Regions from separate parts of the Sus scrofa genome. Here all the other regions are linked to region 1. A link is a contact called in public Hi-C and promoter capture Hi-C data. All regions are on one chromosome and are shown on one strand. Each heading gives the region's core, a stretch centred on a gene start, on an enhancer-like site or on the middle of the called end of the contact. The rest is flanking DNA. Distances are from core to core; before and after follow the strand shown.

Region 1 (3,582 bases), core at 491-2,990:
CATAATGATTTAGATATGGGGGCCAAAGGGATGATTCCTTGGGTCCTATTCTTCACCAGCATATCAAACTCCACATGCTGTCTGCATGATTCTGCCATGTAAGGGCAGTGATCCACAACAAATACTGTTTTATGGGATTCAGAAAAAATCTTCATTTTGTTTTAACCTGTAAGGGATAAAATACATTAGCCAAACATACATAACATTTACTATCTTAAATTATTTCTAATGAATGTGTCTTTTCCTCAAGAAGATTTGGTAGGGGACATGAACAATCAGTATTCAAAGGAATTTATCCAACAAAGGACAAATTTAATGAGGTCATGACCATAGAGTAACTATCAATTCAAGGGATGAACTACACCATATTAACCTGTCACAGGCAAGATTACAACCCATGTATATATATATTTTTGCTTTTGGAATGAACTTAAATTTGTCAGAAGAAAACATTTCTACAAATAATCGTACTTGTTTCCCTTACATAACACATAATAGCGACAAATACTCTTCAAATACACTTTTGATGATCCTTGTGAGTTGACATCAATCACATAAAAACCTGCAAACCAACCCAGGTCAGCATTTTTGGGCTTCCCTCCAAAAAAAATCTCAAGACTTCTGAAAAAAGGTTTGGAAACTGGAAAGAGGAGTGACAACAAAAGGGAAGCCCCAAACATAAACATTTCCTAGGATAACTGCATTATTAGATTTTCGCATTAGGATAAGGACCTCAAATTCACACTCTCCCCATTAGCTTTAGAAACACCACAGTAATTTATCATGTAGAACAGAAAAACTTATGTGCTATTATCACACTGATGGGAGAAAGAACTTTTAAAACTTTCTTACAAAAACTCCCTTGCTTCGCTAATACAATCTTATACCGAATAGACAATTCACATTCGAAAAGCACATGGTAAACAGAGCAAAAGTGTTCATCAAAACGAACCGATTTTTTACAGCCCGGCCGCTTTCAAACGCATTTCCCCTTCATGCAAAACTCTTCTTTGAGAAACCTAGACACACTCTGCCAGAGGGTGGGGGGTGGAAAGTACAAGGTGAGTGGATAGGGAAGATCTCAGGATCGAGGTTCGCTTACTTTCGTGCCTGGTCTTGCAGTGAAAACGAACAGAGGCTAAGAACCACAGCCTCTCTGGAAAAGGCTGCTGGCTGGGTGGGGAGGGTCAGCGCACAGTCAGGAATGTCTGGTACCAAAGACCGGGGACTAGGTTTTCCCCGCTCATCTCCTAGCACACCGGTCCTTCCCAGGCTTCCTAAATGCAGGAGCGCGCGCGCGCCTGCGCGTGAACACAAACACTCACACACTCGGACTGGCGCGTGCGCAAAGCGCCCTTGACAGCCCCGCCAAGCTGCCCTTCCCCCTCGGTGGGCCAGACACTAAGGTCTCTAACAGGAAGAGGGCGGAGCCAAGGGGAAAAGAATGCCTCCAACCATCAGGATTTTCTATCCGCTAATTTTCCCAGTCACCCATTGGGAAGATTGATCCGGGCGACCTGAGAACCTCCCCACAGCGAAGTACCAACCACAGCACCAGCTAAAGCAGCCACGGTCCCCTAAGCGTAAGGCCCTCCCACCAGGTCTCCCTTCTCAGTCTCTCCAACCCAGGCCGATTTCCCCAAGCAAAATTCGCGAGACTTAGCGAGAGGCCGAGCAAAAGCCAGAATGTGGATCAGTGGGGAGGGACGTATAAGTGCCCCGCCCCTACCTCTTGCGCATGTCAGCTAGAGGCCTCAAGTAAATCGCCGGGTTCTGCCCCCACGGTAACGCGAGGGAGGAAGTCTCGCGAGGTTGAGGCGCTCTGAGAGCGCAGGTCGGAGGCGGTGAGCGGAGGTTTTTACCCTGACCAGTAATGGGACTGATCACCTATGACCCTCCCATCTGCCCCAACACTACCTCTGCTGGGGTCTGCGTCTGCTATTGAAGAAGCTGAACAAGCGAGAGGAGTCTCTTCCCTTGGGTGCATAGGTCCCCGTTGGCAGAGGCTTTGAGTCCTAGTCGCCACAGCTGACGGCTGCGAGGGATTGAGATCAGAGTAAGTGGAATCAGTCCAGGGACCAGAGCGGGTTTAAGAGAGTCGGAAGCTTCCTTCCCCTGACGGTGCTCTTTGCCCCACCTCTTGAACCACCGGCTGCCCGTGCCTGGGCGCGGTAGTTCCTCTCTGTTCTCAGCTCTGAGACCGTCTTTCCGGAGCTGAGGTACGGAAAGTTTGATGGAAACCCTTGGCCCAAATCTTGTGGACACACCTTTCGTCTCTGTTTTCTTCCTGCCTAACCCACCTGGGAGCTCAGCATTTGCGAGGCGGGGTGGGGGTGGTCGGCAGGGATGGAAGAGGCGTCCTTTTCAGTTTTCAGTTTACCCCTTTGCAGAAGATGACTTGGTTAATCATTACTTCTTTCTTGAAACCGCCCTCCAAGAAGTATTGCTCTTTTCCTAGTTCTCTTCCTGGATAATCATACTGCCTTGAAGCTGCCCTCCAAAGAATCCTATCTTTTCCTGGTTTTCTTCCTGCCTTTCTTCTGTATCTCATCTCAAATGATGGTATACCTGTATCCATCCTGCTGTCCAGATTAGGAACCTAAGGCTCATCCTTGGCTTATTTCCACTTTCACTGCACTATGGTATTTCTTCTTTGACCAGAATCATTGCCCACCCCCAACTGATTTCCCTACCGTCATCCTTCCCTGCCATTCTGAAATACAAAATCTGTTTATATCAACCCTTTCTTTACACCTTTTTAGTATCGATATTGCTGACCAAATTGTTAAGTATATCACTTAGGACCTTTTACTGTGTGTCCTAATCCACTTTACCTTTTCCGTCTTTTTTTGCCTCGCCTCCAAATACCTCAGTATCCTGTCATGCCAGACTACTGGCTGTTTCTCCAACGCTTTCACAAGCCTTTGTATATGCTGCATCATCTGCCTTTAATGCTTACTCTTCCTTTTTTTAAAAAGCACCTATCAAGATCCAATTCATAGACTTCTCAGATTCCTCCAGGTGACACTGATAGTACCACCGTGCTCCCAAAGCACTTAAAATAGTCCTTTTGCAGTGTTTTTTAGATTGTGTGAGACATTATTTGTTCAAGTATCTGTCTCTTGTGCCCGTTTGCGCTTGAGCTGGAATCATGTCTTATCTTTCTCTAACAGAAGTTCGTCCAATGCTTGGCACATAGCAGATATTATTTATATATATATGTGTGTGTATGCGTATTTATAATGTAATAGAACCCTGACCTGTTTTGAATATGAGGAACCTTGTTACCCCAACACACAAGGAGTTGTACTTTTAATATCTATTTGTTGAGGTTGTGCATAGTAGCAAAAAACTTCTATGCTTTTAAATGATTTTGTATTTTATTATTACCAGTCTCTGCCTATAAAAAAATAGTGGGATATATATGTATGAGAAATATTTAGACTATAGACCATGCTTGGTGTAAGTATATCCATGTAACTCTTCCAATGAATCCTTGCCCATAGGTTAGAAATAATCAAGATTAGGTTAGTCCTTTGCTGAATTGTCTTTCCTGTTTGAACATATGTATGTGCAACTTAT
Region 2 (3,484 bases), core at 170-2,669, 600 kb after region 1:
CAAACAGCATCATGGTAAAAGAGCAGGTCTGTGAGCATTATCTGGGTCTTCAGATTTTTTTTTTTTTTTTTTTTTTTTTTAGCATGATAGTGTTGGAGTGAGTGTAGACTGTGGGCAATCACTACTTTAAAGAGAATAAATAGCTTCAGAGTCAAATGAACCTGGGTTTCAACCCCAGTCCTGGGTGTTCTGGAGCAATTTACTTACCTAAGCTTGCTGAGCCTTGGATTCCTTTAGGTTAAAATGAGGCTAATGACACTCACTTTACAGGATGGATGTGAAGATTGAAGTGAGACACAATGGTGGACTCTCTGCCTCCCTTCTACAATTTTTGGCAGGATGGTGAAATGTATGACGTGTCATCCATCAAAAAAACAAACAATAAAATCCAACAGGAAACCAATAATTCATTCATTGTAATTCCAGAAGATGATGGATAATATATCTATATATCATGTAAAGAGGGCCACTTTTCACCATTTAGTCCTGCCTTGCAAGCAGTTATTAGGCAAACTGAAAGACCCATTTCCTGGGAATCTTTCTGTTTTGTTGGCCGGGAGTATTATACTGCCTGATAGCTGTCAGCGTAAACGTTAGTTAATTCTTAATTGATTCCTCAGCCACTGCAATTGGTTCCATTCAACAGTAATTATTCTCCTGTGGCTTGCTGAACTCAATTGTGAGGTTCCCCCACCCCCATCCCCCTTCAATTGTGCATGGAAACAGCAGCCTTAAGATCTTTAAAAAGGTAAATAGTAATTGTTCTTCAGAGGTTCAATTTTATTTGCCTGGAAGCTCGTGTGCTGGGTTTCCATCGCTAAAAGCAAAAGCCGCCGCATGGTGGATAACACCCCCGGTTAACAACCCAGAGCTGGGTCGCGGTTTCTAGGATTCTCCTTCACATCTTCCCGAAGTGCTTTTGAAGTTCTAAATTTCCCGTCTAAGGGAACGCCCAGCCGTCCCAAGATAAAAGGGTTAGCAGAGGGAGCTGGCGTTTTCCTTTATTTGCCTGACTTCAAGCTAGCCATTTTCTGCTCCACGCGCCGCCGGACTCGGACTTGCCCGTGACACAGAGGCGACTGTTTTTCCTTCAAAAGGGGGCTTGGGTGGGTTAGTTTCGTTTCCGACCTGGGAGAGGGTAAATGCGCCAAGAAAAGTTTAAAACGCCACCCGCAAGGATCTTCCTCGTACCATTATTCTCCCTCCCTTAGAGATAGCAGGAAAGGCAGCATTTTTTTTCCATCAACACCCACTTCCAGCCCTTGCCGGGCTCAGCGAGGAATGTGTAAAATTAGTGGGCTCCTCTGACTGACAGCCCGCGGGCCCAATCAGCGCGAGCGGGGGCGCGCCAACGCCCCCCCGGCGTCCTCTCTTTGGCTAATTTCTGCGGGGAGGGAGGCGGGCGGGCGGGCGCGAGGGAGGGGAGGTACCTGGAACTGGGAGTGATGTCAGCTCCCAGCTCGGTGCCTGCCCGGATTCCTGACATGGTGTAGGGCCGAGAGGGTGGGGAAGGCGGGAGCCGGCCGGGAGAGGACTCGGAGTGGCCAGACTGCCGTGGGGGCAGAGGGCCGGCGCTTTGAACTCCGAGCGAAGGTGAACCAGAACTTTTGCAACTCGTGCGGGCGGCTCTCCTCCCCCAGGTAAGGGCGTTTGTCCTCTCTTGGGGACCGGCAAGCAGTGGCACCGTTGTGTGGTTGTAGCTGCTCCTCCTTTTCCCCACTCGATTTCCTTTTCCAGCTCACTCCTCTCTCCCAGCTCACTCCTCTCTCCCAGTGGGAACCCACACTTTTTGCGGGGTGCGGTAGGGCTTAACAACTGGGGCTCTCAACTAGTTTGTATGGGAAAAATACCTCCGGAATTCGACATGTAAAATCTTGACTGTGTCCTTAAACCCCCCACACCCTAGTCTTCTAATAATACTTGAGAACCCCGATCAGAGGAGTGGTGTGTGTGTGTGTGTGTGTGTGTGTGTGTGTGTGTGTGTGTGTGTGTGTGTGTAGGGGTGTTCTTTTAAAATGTCACTAAAAGTTTATGAAATATGGACTCAAACATTATGCTCTTTGAGAGAGGAGAAAAGTTTTGTATTTTTTTGGTTCTCCTGTGGCCTATTATGCGTTGCTTTAAATGAAAGACTGTCATTGTTATGTTTATATATTCTTACATAATAACATAAAAAATCCTTTTCCATAGTCAAGATTTGAGGAATTCATTTGGGGTGTGGGAAATTCATTGAGCCTGTGGGAAAACCGGTCTCTTGGGGGCACACTTCAACGCCAACTCGTTTTCATTCTTACATTTTAGCGGAGAATCCCATGGCTTGCCAACTTTGTGATCTGGAGGGGTTAGGAAGGCTGCCGAGAACCTTTGGATCTGTCTTCTGTGGATTGCTTGAGAGAAAGATGAGGGCTGGTAGTTGTTTTCATGGATCCTTTTTAGAGAAGGGAGTTTTTACAGGGAAATGTGGCAGAAGGCGTGGCATACAAACTCTTAATTATAGGAACATGAATTTTCCAACATGTGGGACCAAAACAAATCCTTCCTTTCAATAAGAAGTGCAGAGAGCAATAGATGAAGAACCTGATTGAGTGTCTAAGTTTGGTATTTAGGGAAAGCAATGGCCTGTCGAGAGCTAAAGGGTATTTTGACAAGTGGAAGTGTAGAATTCTGATTTTTGCTTATTTGTGGTTTCAAACCCTTTCTATTTCTTGCTTGGAGATTTTGTGTGCCCAGGTCCTACAGTTGTTTTCTGGTGAAAAAAATTAACTCCATAAACTGATTCAGGATCCTCACTCATCATCGCTGAAGGCTCTTTCTTTTGGAGAAGGAAAGAGAGTGTCTGCGCTGAGACTCCTGAGTCAGGTTTCCCTTTGCTTTTACCAGAGTTCCTCAGCAGTGAGGAGCCTTCTGTTGCCAGGTTGGGAGGAAACTGTGGACTTCACTGTGAATCAAAAGCTGCACCTCAGGTGCCTGAACCAAAGGGCATTTCCCCGACAGGAGGAAAGAAAGAAGCCACCAAATTGCACCTGATAACCCAAGTTGGCAAGTGTGGAGATGCAAGACTTCATACATGAGGTTCTCTGTCTTTCTAACCAGGTGACAGTTAAGTTTCAGGGCAAGAAAGAAGTGTGTTTTTTTTTTTTGTTTTGTTTTGTTTTTGCTGTTGTTTATAAAACACCTGGATCTGTATTGTTGTTCTCGAAAATTTAATTAGCACAAGGTGGATAGAGATCAGGCTTTTTGCAAAGGGAAGGTGTGCTTGACTGGAAAGGCCAGAACATTTTCATTTCGATGTGTGTTTTGGACTAAGAAACAGAAATTGTCTCATGTCTCTGAAATAACGGTGACCAAATCGTTTCTATTTATATTCTGTAGGAAGGACATAAATCATGCTGTGTTTTCCAATGTACTTTTTCAGCAGGAAAGAGCAAGAGGTGAGGTAGAATTTTTGTGGGCTGGTGAGAGTTCACTGGAGCCTAAAACCAGT
Region 3 (3,115 bases), core at 26-2,525, 800 kb after region 1:
TAGAACTGTGAGAGAATAAACTGTTGTTGTTTTTAAGTCACCCAGCTTCTGGTATTTTGTTACAGCAGCTCAAGGAAACAAATACACCTAACAGACCATATTTCTTATTTGGAGCAATAATAGGCTGGTAAGAGGCCAGAAAAGATGAGGATGGCAATTACTTCAAATACTTGTCCTTATCATGCCACACACTGATGCCCATGGCACACAATATTCACAGGTAGAACACTCTGGGACACCTGCACACCTATGCTCTACTTGGTATGCTTACCAAGAGTGAATTTTGTTTGCTCCCAGTTCTTGTTATTACAATTTTGTACTTTGAATATTACACATATCTATCAAAAAAATAGAAGATAATCTTTATTAAGTGGTGTATGTTAATATATCCTAGGGTAGAAAAGAAAAGAGCTCCTTAAAGTATATCCATTATTTTCTAGGTCCTGATGAGTTCTGCCTTTTTGCAATTCTAACCTGATCTACAAACAAACTAACCAAATCATTGACAACAGTTATAACCTGTGCTCACTATATGCCAGTATTGTACCCAGACCTTTGACTGATTAGGACGACACATTCGAAAGATGGTGAAGTCAAGTTTTCAACTCAAGTGCTAGTCTGGCTCAAGAGGTCATCCTTTTAATTATTATCGGATACTGCCTTTCTTCTCAAGGCATAATCACTTGCACTAGCTGAAGACTTCCTTCCACTCAAGAAAGTGCAGAAAAGCAGCAACTGCAAAGTAGCAGGGCCTTAGAACTGATTTCTAGGCCATCTGAGGTTCGCCCTCATCTGGCCTGTATAAGCCACATTTCAGCCATCCCTTATGCTCCTTATTTACAATTGTCTTTGGACTGATAGCTTCCCTGTTTTTTTCGCTTTTTATTTTTTCTTTTTTGGCCGCCTCCTGGCATATGGAGTTCCCTAGTAGGGATCAGATCCAAGCCGCAAGGCGGCTTAAGCTGCAGCTGAGGCAACGCAGAATCCTTAACTCACTGTCCCCGCAGGAGATCGAATTTGCGTCCCAGCGCTCCCAAGATGCCGCTGATCCTTTTGCGCCACAGCGAGAACCTCTACTTCTATTTTTCACCTTTTCGTTTTCTTACTACTGCTTTTTTCTATTTAAGGGCAGTTTCTTGTGTAACTGACTCCTGCTCCCACGGCTGTGATATCGCGGACCCACATGATTACTGTTTCTTGCTCCCGGGGGGGCCGAGCAAGACACGTGAGCCTGCGCAGTAGGGCCTCAGGCCCGCCCGTTGATTCGTTGCGCGCTTGTCCCCTGCCGCTTGCCGTCTGCGCAGACATGGCGGCCACCTCGCTCCCTGCATGGCTGATCCTGAAGTCACGGGCCGGTACCTTTCGTGCCTTTTCTACGGCTATGTCTCCGGCAACACGCTCTCCGAGACCAGCCCTGCGTGAGTGTCTGCCCCGTGGCCTCCGGGCTTTGGCGGCGGTGGGAGGGCGGAATACGGGCCTATGGTGGCTGCCGCGATGGCTGAGCACCCGCCGTCCCCGGGGAAGCCGGTGCGTCCTCTGCCAGCCTGAGTCCCCCTGGTAGTAAAGTCTCTGAAGTGGGTCCGCCCTGTACACGGAGTGTCTCCTGGTTCCTAGCAGCCGGTGTCTGTGGCAGGGTCCTCCCGAGCGCCGCGAGCTTGCTCCCTTCCTCCTGCGCTTTCTAGTGCTCCTGCCCAGGGCCACCCGGTACCGGTCTCTGGTTCTCGGTAATGTTGGTAGGCAGTTTTGAATCACGGATTTTTCTGAAATTTAAGAGAAGCGTACAGGTGTCCTAGAAAAAGTTCTGCTCTGAATTCCATGTAGCCATGCCACCAGATTGGGTGACCTTCATTCAGTAGGCGTTATTGAGGCGACCTGCATTTAAAATAAACTTTAGGGATTCCCTGATACCGTTCTTGCCTTGGAGGAATCTAATGGAAAGCTCTAGTTGTATGTCGATTATAAGTACTATGCAGTGTGATGTACTGTCATAGAAGTGAATATACTGATGGAGTGGGGGGGAGGGCACCAAGGAGGAGCCTCACAAGAATCGGTAAAAGCTCAGTCCAGGGCGAGCCTCCAGACATTCACCAGGTCCTATCCGTGCTACTTTCTATAATATTTCTGATCTTCATACTACTCACTGTCCAGTTTAGCCACCTTCTAACTTCTACAGTAGTTTCTTTGCTGGTCTCTATTTCTGCTCTAACTCTCCTGCATTGAATTCTCAGAACAGCCAGAGTGAAATGTGCAAAAAGCAAACTTGTCACCTCCGTGTTCAGAATCTACAAATGGTTTTATATGCTTGAAGATAAGTGATAAATTCCTTAATTCATCATGGTGGCTCTTCATGGTCTTAACACTTTTTAATTTTTCATTCTTTTATTCATTCTGCAAATAATTAATCTCCTACTGTGTTCTGGATACTGGGATACAGTACGGCACTTCATCTCAGGAAGTTTACATTCTTTGGGGACAAGTCAGATTATAAACAGGTAAACAATGTCAGTACAGTGTGAGGTAGTAATTAGTGCTATGAAGAAAAACAGAGTATTGAGAATGATGGATTGGGCAAGTAGTGGCATAGGGTGAGATAAAATAGTCAAGAAGTAACTCCCTGGGGGATTGACATTTGAGCAGATCGCTGGAATAGCATTATTAGCATAGGGAACTTCAAGTACAAAAGCCCAAAAGTGAGAACAAGCTTAGGGGTGTGACCGAGGAACAGAAAGAAGGCCAGCTGGTCAGAGCTAAGTGAGTGGAAAAATAAGACATCAGATTAAGTAATGACCTTATCTGGTAAAGACTTAAAGGCATTTGGCTTGGATTTTATTTTAAGTTTGGGATCACATTGGGAGGCTTTGAACAGGAAGTGATATCATGTTAATTTGTTTACTTATTTAGCTTTGGGGGGGGGCACACTCACCTGCAGCATAGGGAAGTCCCCAGGTTAGGGGTCAGATTGGAGCTACAGCTGCTAGCTTACAACACAGCCACAGCAACTGGGGATCCAAGCTGCATCTGCAGCCTACAGCAACGCCGGATCCCCAACCCACTGATAGAAGCCACGGATCAAACCTGCATCCTCATGGATACTAGTTGGATTTGTTTCTAGTGC

Evidence for each region. Promoter capture Hi-C pulls out the DNA fragments that hold promoters and counts their contacts. A called contact is a pair of places that touch in the nucleus more often than the background predicts.
Region 2: a contact with region 1 is called in a promoter capture Hi-C map of liver, with 2.4 times the contacts expected there. The contact joins the promoter of PPFIBP1 here to the promoter of FGFR1OP2 in region 1. A contact is called at or near these places in 1 of 5 promoter capture datasets (liver) and 1 of 47 Hi-C or Micro-C datasets (liver).
Region 3: a Hi-C map of liver shows a contact between it and region 1, with 7 times the contacts expected there. The contact joins the promoter of MRPS35 here to the promoter of FGFR1OP2 in region 1. A contact is called at or near these places in 1 of 5 promoter capture datasets (liver) and 3 of 47 Hi-C or Micro-C datasets (heart right ventricle, liver and skeletal muscle).

Annotation. Positions count from the first base shown.
Region 1 is chr5:46,822,220-46,825,801 of Sscrofa11.1, reverse strand. It overlaps FGFR1OP2 (FGFR1 oncogene partner 2), which reads left to right and starts at 1,740. Exons shown (of 6, transcript XM_005664032.3): 1 at 1,740-2,056. INTS13 (integrator complex subunit 13) reads right to left here and starts at 1,292. Exons shown (of 17, transcript NM_001243595.1): 1 at 1,103-1,292; 2 at 1-166. The coding sequence starts at 155.
Region 2 is chr5:46,220,829-46,224,312 of Sscrofa11.1, reverse strand. It overlaps PPFIBP1 (liprin-beta-1), which reads left to right and starts at 1,419. Exons shown (of 28, transcript XM_021092144.1): 1 at 1,419-1,640.
Region 3 is chr5:46,021,163-46,024,277 of Sscrofa11.1, reverse strand. It overlaps MRPS35 (mitochondrial ribosomal protein S35), which reads left to right and starts at 1,275. Exons shown (of 8, transcript NM_001244927.1): 1 at 1,275-1,418. The coding sequence starts at 1,307.